Regions from separate parts of the Gossypium hirsutum genome. Here region 1 is linked to region 2. Evidence: chromatin contacts called from public Hi-C data. All regions are on one chromosome and are shown on one strand. The core of a region is the stretch at or near the end of the contact, and the rest is flanking DNA. Distances in the headings are between cores, read along the strand shown.

What was found. Hi-C and Micro-C count contacts between places; a contact is called where the count stands out from the background.
Region 1: a Hi-C map of leaf shows a contact between it and region 2, with 2.6 times the contacts expected there. The contact joins the promoter of LOC107943432 here to the promoter of LOC107957689 in region 2. A contact is called at or near these places in 10 of 34 Hi-C or Micro-C datasets (callus, hypocotyl and leaf).

The regions. Positions count from the first base shown.
Region 1 is chrA06:719,217-723,654 of Gossypium_hirsutum_v2.1, forward strand. LOC107943432 (bifunctional nuclease 1) reads left to right here and starts at 1,626. Exons shown (of 11, transcript XM_016877188.2): 1 at 1,626-1,724; 2 at 2,121-2,454; 3 at 2,839-3,009; 4 at 3,092-3,141; 5 at 3,235-3,291; 6 at 3,384-3,449; 7 at 3,569-3,643; 8 at 4,057-4,175; 9 at 4,275-4,366. The coding sequence starts at 2,148.
Region 2 is chrA06:588,385-592,573 of Gossypium_hirsutum_v2.1, forward strand. It overlaps LOC107957689 (ribosomal RNA small subunit methyltransferase I), which reads right to left and starts at 2,506. Exons shown (of 12, transcript XR_005928211.1): 1 at 2,240-2,506; 2 at 2,081-2,148; 3 at 1,187-1,283; 4 at 964-1,092; 5 at 764-872; 6 at 529-673. It overlaps LOC107957691 (BEL1-like homeodomain protein 11), which reads right to left. Exons shown (of 4, transcript XM_016893242.2): 4 at 3,645-4,189. The coding sequence ends at 4,075.

The DNA of each region.
Region 1 (4,438 bases), core at 376-2,875, 130 kb after region 2:
ATTTTTTTATCACTATTTAAATATTCAACCAAACTCGAATTTAATTTTAAAAAATCCAATATAATTACTGAATCCTGAGAAAAAAAAATATGTTTATTCACATTCATGCCGAAATTATGAGATTCAATTTTTCATTGATCGCAACCAAAAGCTAAATTATTGCTGAACCTATGGCTATGGACCAGCTTGAAAGGTTGGCAAAGCATGTTTAGAGAAAATAAATATAAATAAATAGTGCTTAAAAATATATATATATAAATAGTGACATTTGGAGAACACTATTCATGATGAAGCAATTTGCCATCTAAAAGTCAAAAAGTTAAATTTTGGTCCTAATTTTAGTGATGCAATATCTGAGACCCTAACTCAAGTCCTCCAACCACGTAAGCTTAAAATTTTCTTTATACTTCTTTAATGGTTTAATTTTACTCTCAAACCCTCTACTTTCGAATTTTTAAAATTTAACCATACTTTTTTATCATAATCAAGAGTATCCACTATTTGTAGCAGTAACTAATTCTCTTGTCCCAGGTGCTCCTCGAAGAGGTAAATGGTTGACCATGAAATGTACTCTATTCTCATGAGCAATGATAGAACCTTCGACCACATGATTAATAGATAAATCGTGTAACTTTTAACTCTAAAAATTTTATCCCTCTATCTTATTTGATTTAAAAATTGAAGTCCAATTAATAATAACTTTATTAAATTTGAATGTGTGAAATTAATTGGATTTTAATTTTTAAATCAATACGTGGAATATTAAAATGCCTCATATTTGATTTTAACAAAAATCCACTAAAATTGTGCTGAATTGAACTTTAATTTTTAACCCAAAGTGATTAAATTTTTTAAAATAAAAGAAGAAATAAATTAAAAAGAGAGAGAGTATATATTAGTTTAATAAAATATTAATATATATATTTTAAACTTTTGATATACAATAATCATATTGAATCTCGATTAAATCTAAAGTCAAGATAAACTATAATCTTATAAAAAGGAAAAGCTCTATTATATATATATATATATATAAACTCGAATCCAAAACTTTATTAGATTATCATAGCTATATCTATATAATAATTTAGGGTTAATCCATTTTTTGGGGTTGAACTTGGCGGTAGTTCCTACATTGGGACTTAAATTTTTCTTTTTTCAAAGTTATTCTCCGAACTTGATAATTATTCTCATATTAAGACATGAAGTAAGCAGTTGTTCACACTGGGACTTGAATTTTTTTTTGTCCAAGTTAATCTCTAAACTTAGATAAATAAAATTCAAATCTCAATATGGGTAGAGATGAATTTAAGGGGACAAGCAGAGGCCTTGCCCCCCAAAAATGAAAATTATTTAATTTAATCCATCTTAAATAATGAAATTTTAAGTTAATATATGGTAAAATTGAACTTTGACTCCTAAAAATGAAAAATTAATATTTAATCCTTTTAGAAATAATGAAATCATAAATTAATAAATGATAAAATTATATTTTTACTTCTCAAAAATTTATAATTTTATTCTGGCCCTCACTAAAAAATTTCTAGATTCGTCCCTAAATATGAAAATAATTGACAAGTTCAAGGAGTAACACGAATGAAAAAAATTTAAACGAACAATCACAAGATTCAGGGACTAATATAGAAATAAAAAATTTCAAGCCTCTATGAAAAGTATCTGTTATCTTCTGCCTATCTCTCGTTCCTTCGTCTGATCCTTAACTTGTCGGTTTATTTACTTACTTTCCATTTTTCTAGATTTTCTCTTTTATTTTCCTTCTTTTTTCCCTTCGTTTGTTTTTCTTTGATTTTGATCATCAAAAAAGGCTTCTTTCATAACACAAGCTTTCCTTCAACTTCCAAAGATTCGTAATTCTCTAAAAACTTTGCTCTGATCGCTGATCAAAATCGACCCTTTTGATAATTTCATCTCTATACTAACACTTAAAGAGTCTTGATTTTTATCTATAATTTTTTCATTTAAAAAAATAATTTATGCTTTAATTATTGTAATTGAGTGTTGATCTTTGATGGGTTTTTATTTTTCCCTTTAAAGATATGATCTTTACACAAAAAATATCTGATATTTGATATTTTTATTTGTTTCAAATTGTGGGGTAGGTTCTAAAAGAGGGACCAAAAAGAAAGATGGTTTGTTTGCAAGGACCGGTGATTTGCCCCGCCGTTGATAGCAAGCAAGTTGGGGTTTATACGCTGCCGTTTAATGGGCCTTTTCCGAGGTCTAGATTGCATCAGAGTGATATATGGGGATATAGAGGGATAGTTGATGGAAAAGGTAAGCCACGTGGCATTTCCGGTCACCTGAAACGGCGGAGGAGGTTTAACACCACGGTGCAGTGTATTTTTAGTTCATCTTCCGATGGGAATGGAAGTATGGCTGAGAATTTCAATGAAAACAATGAAGATTATGTTAATTCTAGTGTGGTTGAAGCTGGTATGTGGTTTTTAAGCTAATGAATTACTTCGTATTTGATGTTATTGTCATATTCGAATTCGATATGGACTCGGGTTTTATATGTAGAGAATTGTTGATGTGTTGTTGTTGCTGCTGTCAGTCATGGAATTCGATATAGACTTGGGTTTTGTATGTAGAGAATTGTTGATATGTTGTTGTCGTTGCTATCTTTGAATTCGATATAGATTCAGGTTTTATATGTAGAGAATAGTTGATATGTTGTTCTTCGAATTCGATATAGATTCGGGTTTTATATGTAGAGAATTGTTGATATGTTGTTCTATGAATTCAGATATAGAATCGGTTTTTTGTATGTGGATAATTGTTGATATGATATGATATGTATGTCTGTTTCATATGTAGTTGAGGTGAGGAGCGGAGCTGATGGATTTATGATCAAAATGAGGGATGGTAAGCATTTAAGATGTGTCCATAACAATCCTCAAGGTGGTCATCTTCCGGATTATGCACCACATCCTGCTATTGTTCTGAAGATGGAAGATGGGACCGGTCTTCTTCTCCCGATCATTGTTTGTATGTGATCATGAAACTTGATCCTTCTATCTTTTGGCTCTGTTTATTAGCTTTTATTGTTGACGTTTGATTTCAATTTCAGTGGAGATGCCGAGTGCGTTGCTCATGGCAGCATTACGTAATGTCCAAATTGTATGTTATTGCTTTCTCTCCCATTAAGTTAGGATTGGAATCGGTTTTGTATTGAATATGAATGCTAACATATGTTTTGACTATCATTTCCAGGCTAGACCTACTATGTATCAAGTAGTGAAGAACATGATTGACAAGATGGGCTACACGGTACAGTTCATTTCCGCCACCATATTCGGACTTATCTTCATTCATTTGAGATCTGATTGTGAATTCATGATGTTTATGTCGGGTTTTTGCAGGTAAAGCTTGTTCGAGTTACTAAAAGAGTACACGAGGCCTATTTTGCACAGCTTTATCTGACCAAGGTATACATGTACTTCAATGTTGAACTTCTGGTTCCACTATTAGCACATTCGTGTGACATTTAACTTGGGGATATTCTTGTATAGTCTTCATCGACTCATGTTGGATGATGTTCTTACAGGTCGGTGATGAGACAGAGTCTGTCTGTTTTGACCTTCGGCCTTCTGATGCCATCAACATTGCCGTGAGGTGCAAGGTACTCGTTACGCGTTATTTTTTAGTATAGTTTCTTTTTGGTAAAAGTATCATGGAGGCCTCTGTAGTAGGAGTCGGATTGCGTTTTGCCCCCTCTAGTCATAAAATGGGTAAATTAGTCCCTATATGTTAGAACAAAGAGCAAATTGGTTTTTCTGTTAAAAATTAGTCCCTGTTTGTCACGCTGACGTACATTGTCTGGTTATTCCATCAAACACAACAGCTTTTAACAGTACAAATAGATGAATTTTTAATAGAAAGGACTAATTTGCTCTTTGATCTAAATATATAGGGATTAATTTGCTCGTTTTTAAGAGGGGAAAAATGCAATTTAACTTCTAGTACAAGAGCTTCTATGGTACTTTTACCATTCCCTTTCTTTTTTCTTTCTTACCAAATGCTTGTGTTATGCAGGTACCTATACAAGTTAATAAGTACTTGGCATACAGTGACGGTATGCGCGTAATCGAATCAGGGAAGCTGTCAACACAGTCCCCAGCTTCAGACGGCTTATTATTCACCGAACTTGATCAGTTAGATTGCTTTTGCTCTTTTATCGAGATAATAGAACACACTTACACTTGCAGTTTCCAAACAGTTAGAATGTAACATGCTTTAATTTACATTTCCAGGCCAAGCGGTCAGCATTGTCTCGACACAGAGGAGTTCAACATTGTCTGTGACTTAAACCAGGCTATCAATCAGGAGCGCTACAAGGATGCCGGTAACATCCTCTCACTCGCTCTCCCTTATCTATTCAGTTGTAGCTTGTCTCTTTTAACATATTTATCATTGT
Region 2 (4,189 bases), core at 1,256-3,755:
GATTTGACAAATACAACTAAGATTTCATATAAGTATCAAACGACAGAAAGCTAACTGAAGCAAGGAAAAAGCACATAATTTCAACCCCGCAAGCAGAGGCTCATGCACTTAAAAGATGACAATAAACCAGATTTCTTCACCCTCTAACCCGATTGCCTAGAGAACCGCTGATACAGATTCCTATTTGATATTAGAGGTTTCAGCTATTAATCTGATAATAGGTTACCTCAATATTACAGCAAGTTAACTAACAAGCTTTACATAATTGGGGCCATCATGTGTTCTTTCCCCTCTGAAGACTTCCTATATATGTTTTTGAGGAATGAAGATAAACAGATTCATAGGCTTCCAAAAACAAAGATCCACCCAAAAAAGAGGATTTCTCCGCCACGATAAAACGTACATTCCATATTTTGTACTGAATCCCTTCACCTAGACTGACTTGCATGTTCATCCCTTTCCTATGATTCTCACCATTTGATAGTAAATTGATCACAGTTCATGAAGTAATGAAGACATATTGTTTACCTTGAGTCACCAAAAATCAGGGAACTTTCTTCAAGAAACTGGCCAAGTTTGTGAGGAGGAACATAGAAGATTTGCGTTGTTGTTTCACTTGCAGAAGCAACCAACCTCTCCTTCCGTGAACCAGCATGTTTCGGAAGAAATCCAACTGCAACATTATATGACATATAAGAGTCTTAACTTTACAAGAATTTGCAGAAGAAGCATGTTCAACCACAATAATTTACAAATGAGTTACCAAATGTGAATTCATCAGTGGACAACCCAGAGGCAGAAAGAGCAGTTAAGAAGGCAGATGGTCCAGGAATTGGAATCACAGGAATGTTTTCATCCACACATATCTTTGCCTAAACAACGATACCAAACATCAATAGTTGCATTCTTAATCAAAGACCAAGCATTCTATAGAATTCAGCCAACAGGGATGCAAAAACTAACCAGTTCCGTACCAGGATCACTAATGCCAGGCATTCCAGCATCGCTGATCAAGGCTACAATCTCCCCTTGCTTTAACCTCTTTAAAACTGTGTGTTCTCTTTGAGATTCATTATATTTGTGGTAACTTAGCTGAAATTCTAAAACCCACACAATCAGAATTGTTGAAAGACGTAACAAAAGGGACCAAACTGATCAAGGAAAAAATTGGCTCGATCTCACTTACAAGAGGTGTTTTGATGTTGTAATAGTGAAGTAACTTCCCAGAATGTCGCGTGTCCTCCGATAGTATGACATCAGCTGATTTCAACACCCGTAGAGCACTGCATTGATGAAATCACCAATAACATGATAGTTATAGGCTAATCGATTTGATGGGTCAAGTTGATTTTGGATCGATCTGATTTTGGATCGATCAATCTGGCTCAGATTGATTGGAGTTTTAAAATTTTTAAGTCTTTGTATCAATTTTAAGTTTGAGCCGTTTTAGATTATGGCTGGTTCAAATTTTTGGTTCAGATAACAACAACTTCGAATCATTTTAAGTTTTGCTCAGTTCAAGCTCTAGTATTTTCGAGTTACTTGTTCAAATCATTTGACTTCATGTTAGACAGGTTCGGGTTTGAGTTCAGATTGATTGGCTCCAGTCTTCGATTTCAAGTTAGAGATTGTACTCGAGCTGAGCCGATCCCAAATACTAGGGAGCTTGACTAGAAATTCGGAGCTCTATTCTCGGCTCAAGCTTGATCGAACATTTATTTTTAAGCTTGAGTTCAGCTCGAGATATAATCAAGCTGTCTTGAGCCCGATTAAGCTCATTCACTAATTTTTATATTCAAGAAGCTCGTACATATTCAACCTCGAGCTTGGCTCAATAATTAAGCTCAATAACTCGCAAACAGTTCGAGCGAAGTATTACTAAGTTCAAATTCGGCTGTATTGATAGCTCAAACTTGAGCTCAGCTCGATAATTATCTAATCAAGTTTAAGATTTTTTTAGTCAAACTCGAGCTTGCTAGCACAATGTATCTCATTTACGCCCCTACATCAGGTCAAGATCCACAGGAATATACATATATATATATAATAAAAATAAACTAAAAGAATAGAAATAAATTACCGTAAAGTTATATCTTCAAGGTTTCCAATAGGTGTTCCGACGAGATACAGTCCAGGTTTGAGAGGTCCCTATAAGAAACCAAAACTGAATTAAACATTAATCCAAATAAATTTGAAAAGCAATATTAAAATAAAAAGTCAAAAGGAGTGGAATTTTTACGCGTTTGGAGGACTGATCGGCGATTAAGTCGGTAAATTCCGGTGATATTTCGGAGGACGAGCAAAAGGAAAGCAAGCTAATTGTAGGGTAAAAGGAGATGGAATTGAAGGATTGAAGGCGTCGCTGAGAGGAGAACAAGTAAGAAGTGTAACGCCGGGATAGAGCGGCGGTTGCGAGGGAAACAGCGGTGGAAGGCAGTCGTCGGAGCAGCATTATCACTTAACTGAGTAGAGAGTATAAGGATTTATCCCTCCGAGAATTTTGAGTTTAACGAATGCCCATCCAAATAATAGTTTGCATTTGAATACTAGGCCTAAAAGCCCAACATGGCCCTTCAACAAGCCCATTTGTTCTACTTTTGTACTTTTTTTTAAGCATAATAATAAATTTAGCTCTTAACTTTTACGTTTTTATCAATTTGATCATTATGCCTTTTTTAGTTAAATTTGACTATTAACCTCTTAAAAGGAGTTAATTTTTTTTTCTCTTAACGAAAATTTTGACTAAAATATTAATCTTTTAGTGGCGGTGTGGCAACTCTCATAACAATCCACGTGTACTTCATACTAACACGACATTATTTGTCTTATATGTTATAGTCAACAAATAATTTAAAATTTATAAAAGTATTAAAAAATAAATTAAAATTTTAAAACATTAAAAAAAAGCATGAATTATACTTGGGTTGTCATGGAGGTTGCAATATTTAAAAAATTTAACATTTTAGTTAATATTTTTGTTAAAAAAACAACAATCCAATTTCTTTAAAAGTTGATAGTCATATTTAATTTTTTTTAAAGGTCGGGGTCAAATTTAGCTTTAAAAAAGAATAAGGTTCAAATTGACAAAAAATGTAAATGTTAATGGATTTATTTATCATTATGTTTTTTTTTATGAAATCTGAATTCACAAATATGTTTTGATTCTAAAATTATATTGAATTCGAGTATTACTATTTGAATCATTATTATTTATACTTATAATAAACCCTTAATTGAGTTCTCACGAGTCAACCAAGTATTATTTAAGCTATGTTATTATACAAGTGTTTTGTCGTTTATTTTTTGATATAAAATCAATACAAATACAATCGTAATGATATTTGAACAAGTGACACAATACATTTTAAACATTTAAAATTATTATTTCAACCAAATATAAATTTTTAATAAATATGTTTATTACATAATTTTTTTACCTACATCATGGCTATGTCGTAATCTAATAATTAATTAAATTATTTATTAGATATTTGAATTCGTTAAATATTTGGATTTAGTAAGCTTGAAAACTTTTAATAAATATTTGCCGCAAAGTTGGGAGTGCATTGATTTTGTGTACTTACAAAACTTAAAAAGATATGTTAGTACACGATGTGTAATAATTAAAGCTTACTTGCATATAAGAGGACTCGAACATCAACCTAAGGCCTAGAAGACACTTAACTCAAATGATATCGCGATTGCAGATAAGTGACTTATATGCCTCAAATTAGTGGTTCAACTCTCTGTACGTCTAACTCAGTTTTAGATTATTATACGTCCTATACTAACACCTCTCCCTTAGACCTTGAGTCTTGCAAGTCTACTAACAGAGATGCTTCAACTCTTTGAATCAGGCCCACTAGACAACTGCTCATGGAACATTGACTCTTGACACAGTACAGGAGATAAAACCCCCATTAAGGGATAATACTTTCGATTGTTTAGGGATTGGTTGAATATCCGATAGACGACACTTTAAAAATTTCTCTCGAAAGAGTCGATTCCTCAACAAAAATTAAGTCTCAAATCATATCATGAGAAAGAACAGAATTTTTTTTCCCACTGCTCGAATCAACCCTCAATAAGAATATCATGAGAGACGTGTTGTGGAGAATCTGCAAGCTCCTTTTCGTATATTTCTTCAATCATTGGTTTCCATAGCCGAACTCGAGCATTTATAAACCAA